Regions from separate parts of the Mus musculus genome. Here region 1 is linked to region 2. Evidence: chromatin contacts called from public HiChIP or PLAC-seq data. All regions are on one chromosome and are shown on one strand. The core of a region is the stretch at or near the end of the contact, and the rest is flanking DNA. Distances in the headings are between cores, read along the strand shown.

Region 1 (6,313 bases), core at 2,443-4,942, 300 kb before region 2:
AAATTACTCTTTTTCTCATGACTCTGGCTAGTCGATCTGTAATTACTTCTTCATTTACTTTTGTCTGTGTTCCTCTTATTAGAAATGGATTGAATATAGTAAGGAGCTTAGGAATTTATGAGTTAGAATCTGCAGATTGTTGTATATTGAAAACATTAAGTGATAAATCTAGTAACCCAGAAGGCAGGCAGGCAGGCTGGCTGACTCTCTCTCTCTCTCTCTCTCTCTCTCTCTCTCCTTCTCCCTCCCTCCCTCCTTCTCCCTCCCTCCCTCCCTCCCTCCCTCCCTCCCTCCCTCCCTCCCTCCCTCCCTCTCTCCCTTTCTTTCCTCCCTCCCTCCCTCCCTCCCTCCCTCCCTCCCTCCCTCCCTTTTTGTTTTTTTCTAGACAGGGCTTCTCTGTGTAGCCCCAGCTGTCCTGGAACTCTCTGTAGACTACGCTGGCCTAAAATTCAAGAGATCCACCTGCCTCTACCTCCAGAGTGCTGGGATTAAAGGTGTGAGCTACCACTGCCCAGCAGACATTTCTTAAAATTAGGGAAAGTCACGTTTAAGATTTTTTTTTAAAGTTTCTATTTATTAAGAAGAGTCTGGGGCATGGCAGTGGTGGTGGTGCATGAAGCCTTTGGTTCAACCCTGTCACTGCAGAAGATAAACTAAGCAGTAGCTACTTGGTCACTTCTCACTCTGCGCTTCTCAGAGCTTCGGCTGCGCTTTTCCCTTGAGTACTTACACTCTTCTCTCAGAGAGCACACCTCCTCTCTCTTTCTCCTGTTAGGTAATTCTGTCTTCTTGGAATCTGAATACGGAGAGCTGCTCAAGTGTGTGCTATAAATCCAGCTGTCCATCTTAATGGTTGTCTGCAGTGACAGGAAGTGTGGCCCCGTGACCACTGTGCGTCTGTCGCAGTTCCCTTAGATGTGATTCTATAATCACTGTTGCAGCTATCTTAAACTCGGCTCTTTATTTATTTTTTTTTCTTAAAGATTTATTTATTTATTTTATGTTTATGAGTATACTTTAGCTGTCTTCAGACACACCAGAAGAGGGCGTCAGATCTCATTACAGATGGCTGTGAGCCACCATATGGCTGCTGGGATTTGAATTTAGGACCTCTGGAAGATCAGTCAGTGCTCTTTTTTTTTAAAGATTTATTTATTTATTATATGTAAGTACACTGTAGCTGTCTTCAGACACTCCAGAAGAGGGAGTCAGATCTCGTTACGGATGGTTGTGAGCCACCATGTGGTTGCTGGGATTTGAACTCTGGACCTTTGGAAGAGCAGTCGGGTGCTCTTACCCACTGAGCCATCTCACCAGCCCAAACTCAGCTCTTTAAACACTGTGTTTGTTGTAGCTATCATCTTAAAAAGTTTTTTTTCCCCTCTCCCTATGTAGAAAGAAGGAAAGAAAGAGCGAGCTGTGGTGGACAAAGTGTTTTTATCAAGGCTCTCACAGATCCTAAAAATTATGGTTCCTAGAACATTTTGTAAAGAGGTAAGTCTTCAGAAATTATAATACTAAATGTCTGACTTTCCATATTCATGAGTTTTTAGAATGAGCAGTCATAGCAATTCAGGTAAGATGTTTTTTGTGCAGGTAAAGAAGACTGTTAAATATGTGTCTAAGTTATCACCAGTATTGATGATGTGACATCCCACACTCGTCACTTGTTAGCCCCGTTTTCCCCAGTAGAAGTGCTGATTATTGATTATGTGGGCTGATAGTTATTGATCATGTGGGCTGATAGTTATTGATTATGTGGGCTGATAGTTATTGATCATGTGGGCCTGTTGGACCAGCACCTGCATGCTTCATGTGGCCTTGATCTTTTCCCCTTAGCCTTTGCCCTCTCCTGTCTCCCTTGGTTTGTCTAATGTGTTTGTAGGACACACCTACATTTGCTATTCTAGACGTTCCCTTCCTGTCTCTTCCACAGAGCTCTGCTTAGCTAAATTTGTTTATTTTCTTGTATAACTTTTGCCTTAAAAACTCAAGTTGAAAGCACTGAGAAAATCTGGACAGTATTAGAGACTTTTTATTTAACACGTTGAACCTCATTTTCTCAGGTTGTATAAAATGTAAAGCTCCATTGCTTGTTGTTTAGTTAATGTAGAAATCATTACCAGTGTTCTTTATTAAAGTAGCATATTAAAAATAAATAAGAAAATCACAGCATACCAAGCCAGAAAATCTTAAGTTACTTATCTAGTTTTTGCCATTGACTGTGAATTACTTGACCTGCCTTTGAATTCTAAATGAGATCATTAGTTAAATGCTCTATGGGGCCTTTAACATATCTGTTATAATTTTTAGTTCCCTTTAAGCTCTGTTAAAATTTATTATAGATAAAATATACATAGGATGTAAATGAATAGTTAGAATAGAACTCTGAGATTTGACCAAGAGCTTCACCAAGTTACTGTTTCTTTTAACATTCTGCAATGCATTTGGTTTACTCTGCCTGGTTTGTTTTAGACAGGCTACTTGTTACTTATTGCGGTTATGCTGGTATCTCGAACATACTGTGATGTTTGGATGATTCAGAATGGGACGCTCATTGAGAGGTACTTGTTCATTCACTTTCTCTTGTGGGAAGTAGTAGTTTGCCTTGTAGTTAAGCATTGTTGTTATAAGCAAAAAACCAAACCAAACCAAACCAAAACAGGGGAAGGTGTGTAAAATATACTGAAGTCCAGCTATGTGTTGTTCATCTGTATAAACAGTTTGGGCCCTTGTGTCAGGCACCATGAGACATGATGGTAAGGAGCTATACCAGTGAACAGCAGACATTCTGTACCGGGCCTTGCTGAGCTTACATCGTGTAAAGGGGTGAAGACAAATAACCAAAAATGAAAGTGCAGTGTAGCAGATGCTGTTACAAAAGCTTAAAGAGCAGGCAACTATTAGTGTCTAAAATTAATAAGATAATTTGGAGGAAAATATCAAAACATTTGGTGAGTCATATGGAGTGAGCAGTATTAAAAGAAAAAACCAGACTTTTCTGATTCTAAAGTTAATTTTTTCATGGTTTTTATTATGTTTCTAACATTTTAATCACTACAATTGAAAATTTTGGATTTAAAGTTGAAAAATGGCAGTTGGGATATTTCAGATTGTTGAAACACTAATTTCTCCGTTAATGAATTTACTATATTAAAATAAGAATGATAAGGTGAACATTTTTATTGGAATTCTGTTTCATAGTACTCCGTGTTTTATCAAATATGTATTAAAATAAATAATCTAAGGTAACTTTTTGGTTAATGTACCCACACTTTGGTAATCTTTTAAAATAACCTTTCATTTATACATCCTTGATCCGTAGGAAGCATGCTTCATGCCCGTGATTTCTGACTCTTTTGTGTAGGAAAGTGAAAAAGGACGTTTGCTTAATATAAAAGCCCTACGTAAAAATGTATGGGTAAACTGTGTAGGCTTTTAAATTCCACACACATCTCTCTGAGTGGACGGGCATCCTTTTAGAAGGCTCAGTGGCTTCGGAGTGTGTTTGTTCCCTGATTTGGAAGGAGAGAAGTCATTTGTGGTTGTCTCCTTGGTGACATTCTACAGTTTGGTTGTCAGGATTTCTTGGTTTTGAGATACTGTGTATTGTTGGAGCTGAGCTACAGGCTGTGCTCTGTAGTTGCTCTGTGCACGGCGTCTTGCTTGTTCTGCTGTTTATTAATGACAGCCTTTTGTTTGCCTACTGGTCTGACTCAGCTCCAGGTTTTTCACAGGACTGTAAAATCTCCACAGTGTATATAATTAAGATTGCCAAGCACACACTTGCACAAAACTTTACAACTTAATTTGCATTCCTGTTTTCATTCCATCCCGTGTCTCTAGTTTCCTGTATGCCTGAATCTTCTTTCTTTCTTTCTTCCTTTCTTCCTTTCTTCCTTTCTTCCTTTCTTTCTTTCTTTCTTTCTTTCTTTCTTTCTTTCTTTCTTTCTTTCTTTCTTTCTTTCAGATTTATTGTAAGTACACTGTAGCTGTCTTCAGACATACTGGAAAAGGGCGTCAGATCTCATTATGGGTGATTGTGAGCCACCATGTGGTTGCTGGGATTTGAACTCAGGACCTTCAGAAGAGCAGTCAGTGCTCTTAACCACTGAGCCATCTCTCCAGCCCATGACTGAATCTTTTACTGTTATTTTTCCCTGTTTACTTTCTCATTTTGGTAGATACCGTCTTTTTCTGAGACGGGGAAGTAAAACTTTGAGCCCTTGTGGATCTGAGAATGTCTCTCTCACACTCAATGGTAATCGAGCTGTGTTTATGCATTCCAACTGAAAGTCACTTGTCATTAGACTCTGACGTGTCACTCTGCAGCTTGGCTGCAGGCTGTAGAATCCTCAGGACTATCTTAAGAACTGCTGATGTCTGGGCCTCACTCAAGAGTTCTGGCTTAATTAGCTGTCACTGTTTGAGATATCAGGCGATTGTAATTTGCAGCAAGGTTTAGAAATCACCTATCATGTCTAACACTTTAATTCTATTACCAAGACATTTTCTCCACACTTTCCAGAGAATTTTTGATTTAACTTTATTTCCAAGAACCATTTTTTAAGGATCCTTATTAGAGTTAAGGATTTGTTTTTTAAAATTTCTGAAGCCATTCTTTTTTTCTTAGTTACTTTGTTTGTTTTGTCACTGGTGCCTAGAATTATTTCTGTGTCCTTAACAGTCCTTGTTCATGTTAAAAGATTTTTGGAATAGCTTGAGACTCTTGGCTGTAAATTCACACTTAAAAGTGAAGACTTTAAAAACCACTTAAGGCTTGTTGATTTCTATTCTATTCTAAGGTTGTCTATAGGAGCCTTAAGTGTATGCATATGTGTGCATGTGCAATAATATTTTTGGTCATGCTCTGTTTATGTAAGCTATAAGCCCAAGTAATTTAAGGCCTTAGTATGATAGATAAAACCAGAAGACATTTCTAACCTTCCATATGATTTGTAAAGCTTCATATTTTTCCTTGATAATTTTATCAATAATTTTAATTGATATTGTCTCTCTAATTATTATAGTTTTCACAGATGATACTGTATTTGTGTGTAGTAAAAATATACAGTTTATGACTACTACAAATATTATGTTATTTGGATAGAATCACATAAAGAATGGTACAGGATTGAATATTACTTTATCTCTTAAGGAATAGAATGAAAAATTACATTCTTAAAGATTTTTCTTTTCAGATATTATAAATTCAGTAATTTTTATGTACTAGGTATTTCTTTTTTATTGAATTAATTTTTTTTACATACTTAGTAATATAGAAAATTAATTGCCAAGGCTAGGTGGTTTGTAATCTAATTGATGATGATGGACATAAGCCAATTTATAATTCTGTTAGCCTAGTATTCAGTTTTAAATTTTAATTTTGAAACTGAAAAAATTCTTTTCTACAAGTTTTCTTGTAGTTTTATTTTATTTAAAACAATTTTTCTAGAGTTGATGTGGTGTGTGATGGCATATACCTGTAATCCCAGCTTTGTGGAGGCTGAGGCAGGGGGACTGCACGTTGGGGCTAGTCTGCACTCTGTTGCAAGACCCTATGTGTAAAATTAAATAAAATTAAATTAAAATGTTAATAATTTTTCACTTAGAGTGGGCTTTGAGGCCGCAGTAATCTTTGCTGTTTTCCTCTCTGGTTATGGCTTCTCTTCATGACACTAGAAAGTAAAGAAGTAACTAAAACAACTTCCTATGCACTATAGGCTTTGAGCTTCAGTCATATGTGGGACTTTGACACTTGGTTAAATACGAATTACTTACTAGTTGCTTAGCTAAAAAATGTTTAAGTATTGCAGGACAATAATGCAGGACAATTTTATTTGAAAAATTAATACTTTTTGTCTCAATATTAGAGTTACACTGTGAATGAATTTGTTTTTTTCTTTTTGGCCCTTCTAAGTAGGCTTAGGGTTCCAAGAGATTTGTGAGTGATATTAATGTGCTGCATTTCATTTTTTCATATTTAAGGCTGATTTGTTAGTAATGGCTGAGAAGTGTGTGGAGTGGGCACATTCATCTGTAGGGATGAAGCTAGTTAAGCCACAGTGTGGACGGACGAGGATCCTTCCGCTCTGGCTGCTCTGTCCACCCACAAAGACGGGCTTATCGTCGTCTACTTTGTTATGAGCATTGCTTTTAGAGCGCCAAGCCATCTCTCATGAATGTCCTCGAGTCTTCGGGAATAAAAATAACTTGATTATTCTTTCTTAACTACTTTTCTTTTGCAGTGGAATAATAAGCAGAAGTGTGGCTTTATTCAAGGAATCATTTTTTAAGTTTGTAGCAGCTACTC
Region 2 (5,773 bases), core at 502-3,001:
TCCTAGCAACTTAGCAGACCCAGGCAGTGGTAGAGGAATCTTTTCTAAAGAAAGCAAGCTTCACTTGGAGCCCTGAAGTTGCTTCTGGGAACCCGGCCTCCTTTTCTAGAATGATGTCCCTGGGAACTCAGGGTCGCGAGAGGAAGGTCAGCAGAAGGATGATGTCATCTCTCCTTTCTTTTCGATTTCAGGTTTGAGGGAGAGGGAGGGCTGCTCCCATTCTGGTCTTTCTTCCCCTTTCTTGCTCTGAGAAGCTGACTTGCACTCATTCTTCAGAGCTCTGTCATTACAAGACCAGTAAATGATTCACACTTAAATGACCTTTAAGGAACGGAGAAGAAATCAGCTGGTTTAAGGGAACTCAAAGCTGTGTAGAGCTAAATGGCCCAACTTTGTTGTTTCTTCCCTTCAAAAACCATAGCTCTTGGTTACCTCTGCTGGCCTGGGTCCTGATCATGTGACTTAGAGGATGGCTATCATCGCCAAGTTAATACTGGCAGTAATTACACATATCCCTCGGTTGTTTAAACGGTGAACACAAGACAGACTTAATCTATTGCAAAGAAAAATAATGTCAACAGACAACCAGAAGGGCAGATGGAAGGATCAAGAACTATTAAAGAAACACACACACCCAGACACACACACACACACACACAGACACACACACACCCAGACACATACACACACACCCAGACAGACACACACACACACACACATACACACACACACACCCAGACACACACACACATACACATATATATAAATTAGCTCACTGATATTTTTTTCTGTTTTGTATTTTTGTTTTACACATTTTGGGGGGCCTCCCCAAAAAGTGAGTTAGTCCAAGATGTAAGGTAACCTTGGCTACCAAAGAAGATAAAGTACTTCCTGGGCCACCACTTTACAGGTTGCTAACGCCAATGAGGATCTGAACCAGAGAGGACCTTCTGGTTACATTTTACACAGTGAGTTTTGAATGTTCTTTTCCTCTGTTCCCAGGAATCAAAATGACCCTCCTGCCCGTCCAATCCTTTCGTCTCTCTTCGTACTTTTCTGCTACCATCAAGGAACTGCGGTGAAAGGGTCATTTTTACTCACTGTGACAAGGATCCCAAGAGTCATTTTCATGTGTATTTATAGCACTCTGAAAGAGCCGGTAAGACAGCCCCCTCAAGCCAACGAGCTAAGGATTGGAAATTTAAGGTCCCCACTCAGGAACTCAGACCTACTTCCCAAGCTCTGCTTTTGTCCTGGCTGAGGAAGGAGGAGTTGCCTGTTAGCTGCAGTTCTAATCAAAACGCAGAGCAAATGCTTGAATCCTTATAGAGCAATTTCAGCTAATGTTTGTGCCTCCTTCTTGTGCTTGTTTGTAAGTAAGATACATTACGAAGTAGGAATAATAGTGGCTCTGTTTTGATGCCAACATACTCCCTGCCTGCTGTGTTTCCAGAGGATGCCATGGGAAGTGATTGGTGTGAGCCAGGAGAGAAGTGTGTGTGTGTGTGTGTGTGTGTGTGTGTGTGTGTGTGTGTTCGAGTGTGTTCTCACCTTCACAGACACTTGTGCGCGTGTGTCCACACTCACACACACTTGAGAGTGAGAAATGAACACGCTGACCTACATTTCAGCTCAAAGGACAGAAAACTGTAGGGCTTTTGTGCTCGGCGTTTTCTCCTCCTCGGGTTCTATTTCCATGCGCATTTAGTTATGAAAGCCAGTGGAAACCAGAACACCAGGAAAACAGCTGTTCTCATGGCGTCTCTAAGCTGCCACACAAGGGAGGCTTGGACTTTCCCCAACTTTCCTGGACTCACACAATGCTAATCCTTCTCCGCCTCTGTTCCCACCTTGGGGGTTTGTGACCTGCTCTGAAATTCACCAACCTACCTGATTCCAGCCCTCTGGGTATAGTTACAGGACCTTAATAAATGGGGAAGTTTTATGCTGGCTCACCTTGTTTACAATTAATTGTGCTTGTTTTTAAGAACAGAAATCTAAATTGCCGATATTTTAAAGTCCACAATCAAGATTTCAGCCTAGCATATCAATTAGGAATAATGAGTTGAACTGCACGCTGGCTCCCTTATCTTACTGTGTTGAGCAGCTGACTATGAAATATTTTCCTGTGGTTCCTATTCAGGCCTGGCCTGGCTGCATTTTGAAGACTTAAAGAGACAGTTTTACCTGACCCAGTGCAAATCTAAGTAAGCTACTAGAGCCTTTGCAAACCTAAAAGAGAGGTCCTTCCTTCCTTCCTTCCTTCCTTCCTTCCTTCCTTCCTTCCTTTCTTCCTTCCTTCTGTCTGTCCTTCCTAAGGTTTATTTATTTTATTTATGTGTATATGTGTGAACCTGCTTGAGCATATGTGCCAGAATAACATCAGATCCTCTGGAACTAAAGTTACAGATGGTTCTGAGCCACCATGTGCATTCTGGGAGTCAAACCTGGGTCCTCTGCAAGAGCAGTGTTCTTAACCACTGAGCCATCTCTCCAGTCCCAGTGAAGGGCTTCTTGTAGTACAGAATCACATTTTATTTTTATCTTAAATATACTCATGTCAGGTAAGTATTTTGTACAGATGTAGCACACATCTAAATATATATTTTACTAATATATATTTATGATGTGTATATGTACTAATATATTGACCACTAATACATATATTTAATAAAGCCTATATTCATTTCTTTAACATGTGAATTAGTCATTGGTAATCATAAATCAATGAACAACTGAGAGATTGCTGTCCCCTACTGGGCAAGGTATCTTAAGTCCTTTGGGAAAACAGCCTCCATAAACCCAAAAGGAAATCTGTGGGAGACAGAGATCTTGCTGACCCAGATTTAAAGGGCTGTTCATCACTTCCCAGATTCCCCATTGTTCAAAGCAGCCAAATACCCACGCAGTGATGTCACTGAGATAAAATATGACCTCTCATAGGTGTTTTAGCATCCTTCTAGCTCTGCACTGTGTCTATAGCATCAGCATCTCTCACAGCCTCGCCCGTGATCTCTCCTGTGTTAAATAGTCTCATACACAGTTGCTGCCAAGGTAAAATCTGTCCACCTCAAGTTTCATCCAGTTGAATTAACACTGGGATAAAAAATGTCTATAAGACTGAGTAGGATAGGTCGGGCAGTGGTGGCGCACACCTTTATTCCCAGTACTTGGGAGGCAGAGGCAGGTGGATTTCTGAGTTCGAGGCCAGCCTGGTCTACAGAGTGAGTTCCAGACAGTCAGAGATACACAGAGAAACCCTGTCTCAACCCCCCCACTCCAAAAAAAAGACAGAGTAGGCTAGTTGAGAATTGTTAGCTGTTTTGGGTGTTTTGTTTTGTTTTAACTCTGGATAGTAGATGAGACATGGCAACCAACCCTTGCTTAGCTAGTTCATTCAGTTTTTATTTTTACATCTTCAAAAATTCTATCTAGAGACAGAGGCAGGTGGATTTCTGGGTTCAAGGCCAGCCTGGTCTATAGATTGAGTTCCAGCACAGCCAGGGCTACACAGAGAAACCCTGTTTCAACAACAACAACAACAACAACAACTTCTATCTATCTATCTACCTACCTACCTCTGGGGAAAGGAGCTGTGGGTCCTGGGAATTCAGCTCAGGTGTGGTGTTGAGCGTTTTTGCCTCCTAAGCCAGCTCTCCAGCCTGGGATTTTTTCTTTCTTTCTTTTTGTTTTTTAACAATAGAAGTAAATAGAACTTAGTGAGCCATCCCTTCCCCAGCTAATTCATTCTCAAGCTACACACTCAAATTAGATTTCAGAAGATTGATTGACTCTGAAATTTAGTCTGAAAACTTCACTATAGGACTTAATTTTCCCCAACATTAATCGTGATTATTTGTGTGGGCACATGACTAGTATCTATAATATATGATTCTGATTTCTTGTTGGTGACAAATAATTTGCAAACTTGAATTTAAAAAAATCAAAGTGTTCAAGGCATGGGGGCACATACTCATGGTCTCACCCCCAGAGGCTAGCAAGAGACTTGAGAGCTCAGGACTGGTCTTGCCATACAACAGCACCTTTGTCTCCAAAATAAAATAAAATAATGTAGCCAGGCATTGTGGTCCATAACTAAAATACCTACATTTGGGAGGCAGAAGCAGAAGACACAGGAGGAGTTCAAGGTTAGCCTTAGCTACATAGTAAATTTAAGGCCAGCTTAGGCTATCAGAAACTCCGTCCTCAAAACACACACACACACACACACACACACACACACACACACACACACACACTGTGAATACCATTTGACATTTGACACACTTAGAGACAGATGAAGAGAAAAGAGAAGATAAGAATTTCTTCTGTTGTTGAATACCAGTTAACCCGTTTCCCTTTCTGTGGAAGTTAACTGAACACACCAAAAGCCTGCATAAAGCTTAGCTCACCTGCAGTGATAGCAATTAGTCCAGTTGCTTGCATGAGATTGAGACAGTGGGGCTGGCAAGATGGCTCAGTGGGTAAGAGCACTGACTGCTCTTCCAAAGGTCCTGAGTTCAATTCCCAGCAACCACATGGTGGCTCACAACCATTCATAATAAGATCTGATGTCCTCTTCTGATGCGTCTGACGTCAGCTACGGTGTACTTATGTATAATAATAAATCTTTGGGCCGGAGCAAGCAGGGACTGAGTGAGAGGGACTGACCGGAGCAAGCAGAGGTCCTAAAAATTCAATTCCCAACAACCACATGAAGGCTCACAACCATCTGTACAGCTACAGTGTACTCACATACATAAAATAAAATAAATCTTAAAAAAAAAAAAAGAGTGAGAGAGTGAGAAGTGCTCTAGGAATCCCCTACTCTACCCCATCTTATCCGGCACCCTGCCGCCCATACTGCACCCACCCTGCACCCAGTCACCCGTATCCCCACACACATTTACCCATACATAGACCCACAAATGGAAGCAGTCCTCCTCTTTCTTACCTCTGCTTACCCTCTCTGTCTTCTCTCTATGTGCCTGGACCTGACTGAGCTCAGCAGCGCAGTGCTTGGTCAAGAGGTGAATTCAGATGCAGCCACTGTGGGCTTTGGTGTCTCCTTAAATATCTGTACCATCTCAACCAGGTATGTGCCTTCCCTTTGTCTGGGGGGGGGGGGTATGGAGTATGGGGAGGGGGTAGTGGAGGTCCGAGGGTGGCTTCTATTGCTTAGATCAGCTCATTTTCCAGGGTGGGTTGTGTAATTATTTCAGCCTTTCAGTCATGCAACGTGTCAAGTCCACTTAGTGCTGCTACCGTTTAGTCACAGACAAAATGGGAAGAAATGCACAGGGCTGTGTTTCAATAAAACTTTATTGATAGACTCTGAAATCCGAACATCGTGTGATTTCTCATACCGAAAAATATTTATTTTTCTTTTGCCTTTTCCGCTCATTTTAATGCTGTAGATGCCATTCTTAACTCCAGTCTGAGGAGGGCAGGGCAAGAGTCTGTCAGACTGATCACACCCCCTCCCTAACTAAGGCTGTGGTTCACAGAGTCCCTTACCTTCAAAGTGTAGGCTATTACAACAGCTTGTCAAATTCTGATCAAATTACTTTCTTTTTTTTTTATATACAATAAAAAGGGTGCACAAGCCTTTTGACATTTGAGCCTAATGAATATCTGTCACGTGAGAGCAAATGTTGGTGTCTCGGGAGCCCCGATTCTTCTGAACGGGGATAGCTGCTTCCCAGTTTTTTGCCGTTCACCCGCCCTTCCCTTTCAAGCTACAAATACTCTCTTAAAAGATCTTTCATATTGA

What was found. HiChIP or PLAC-seq counts read pairs in DNA pulled down with a chosen protein or histone mark.
Region 1: an H3K4me3 HiChIP or PLAC-seq map of embryonic basal ganglia shows a contact between it and region 2, with 3 times the contacts expected there. The contact joins two enhancer-like sites. A contact is called at or near these places in 1 of 39 promoter capture datasets (the HPC-7 cell line) and 2 of 115 datasets of contacts at active chromatin or transcription factors (embryonic basal ganglia and embryonic stem cells).

The regions. Positions count from the first base shown.
Region 1 is chr3:121,787,985-121,794,297 of GRCm38.p6, reverse strand. It overlaps Abcd3 (ATP-binding cassette, sub-family D (ALD), member 3), which reads left to right. Exons shown (of 23, transcript NM_008991.3): 3 at 1,396-1,494; 4 at 2,476-2,564. Among named protein-coding and RNA genes, the nearest start is that of Abcd3, 24 kb to the left of the region's middle. Within about 2 kb of position 3,692, at least 42 of the 459 cell types and tissues checked have an H3K27ac peak or open chromatin away from gene starts, as enhancers often do. A contact at or near this core is called in embryonic basal ganglia, where this site is marked.
Region 2 is chr3:121,485,584-121,491,356 of GRCm38.p6, reverse strand. It overlaps Slc44a3 (solute carrier family 44, member 3), which reads left to right. Exons shown (of 15, transcript NM_145394.3): 11 at 1,003-1,159; 12 at 5,009-5,095. Among named protein-coding and RNA genes, the nearest start is that of Gm38684, 43 kb to the left of the region's middle. Within about 2 kb of position 1,751, at least 62 of the 459 cell types and tissues checked have an H3K27ac peak or open chromatin away from gene starts, as enhancers often do. A contact at or near this core is called in embryonic basal ganglia, where this site is marked.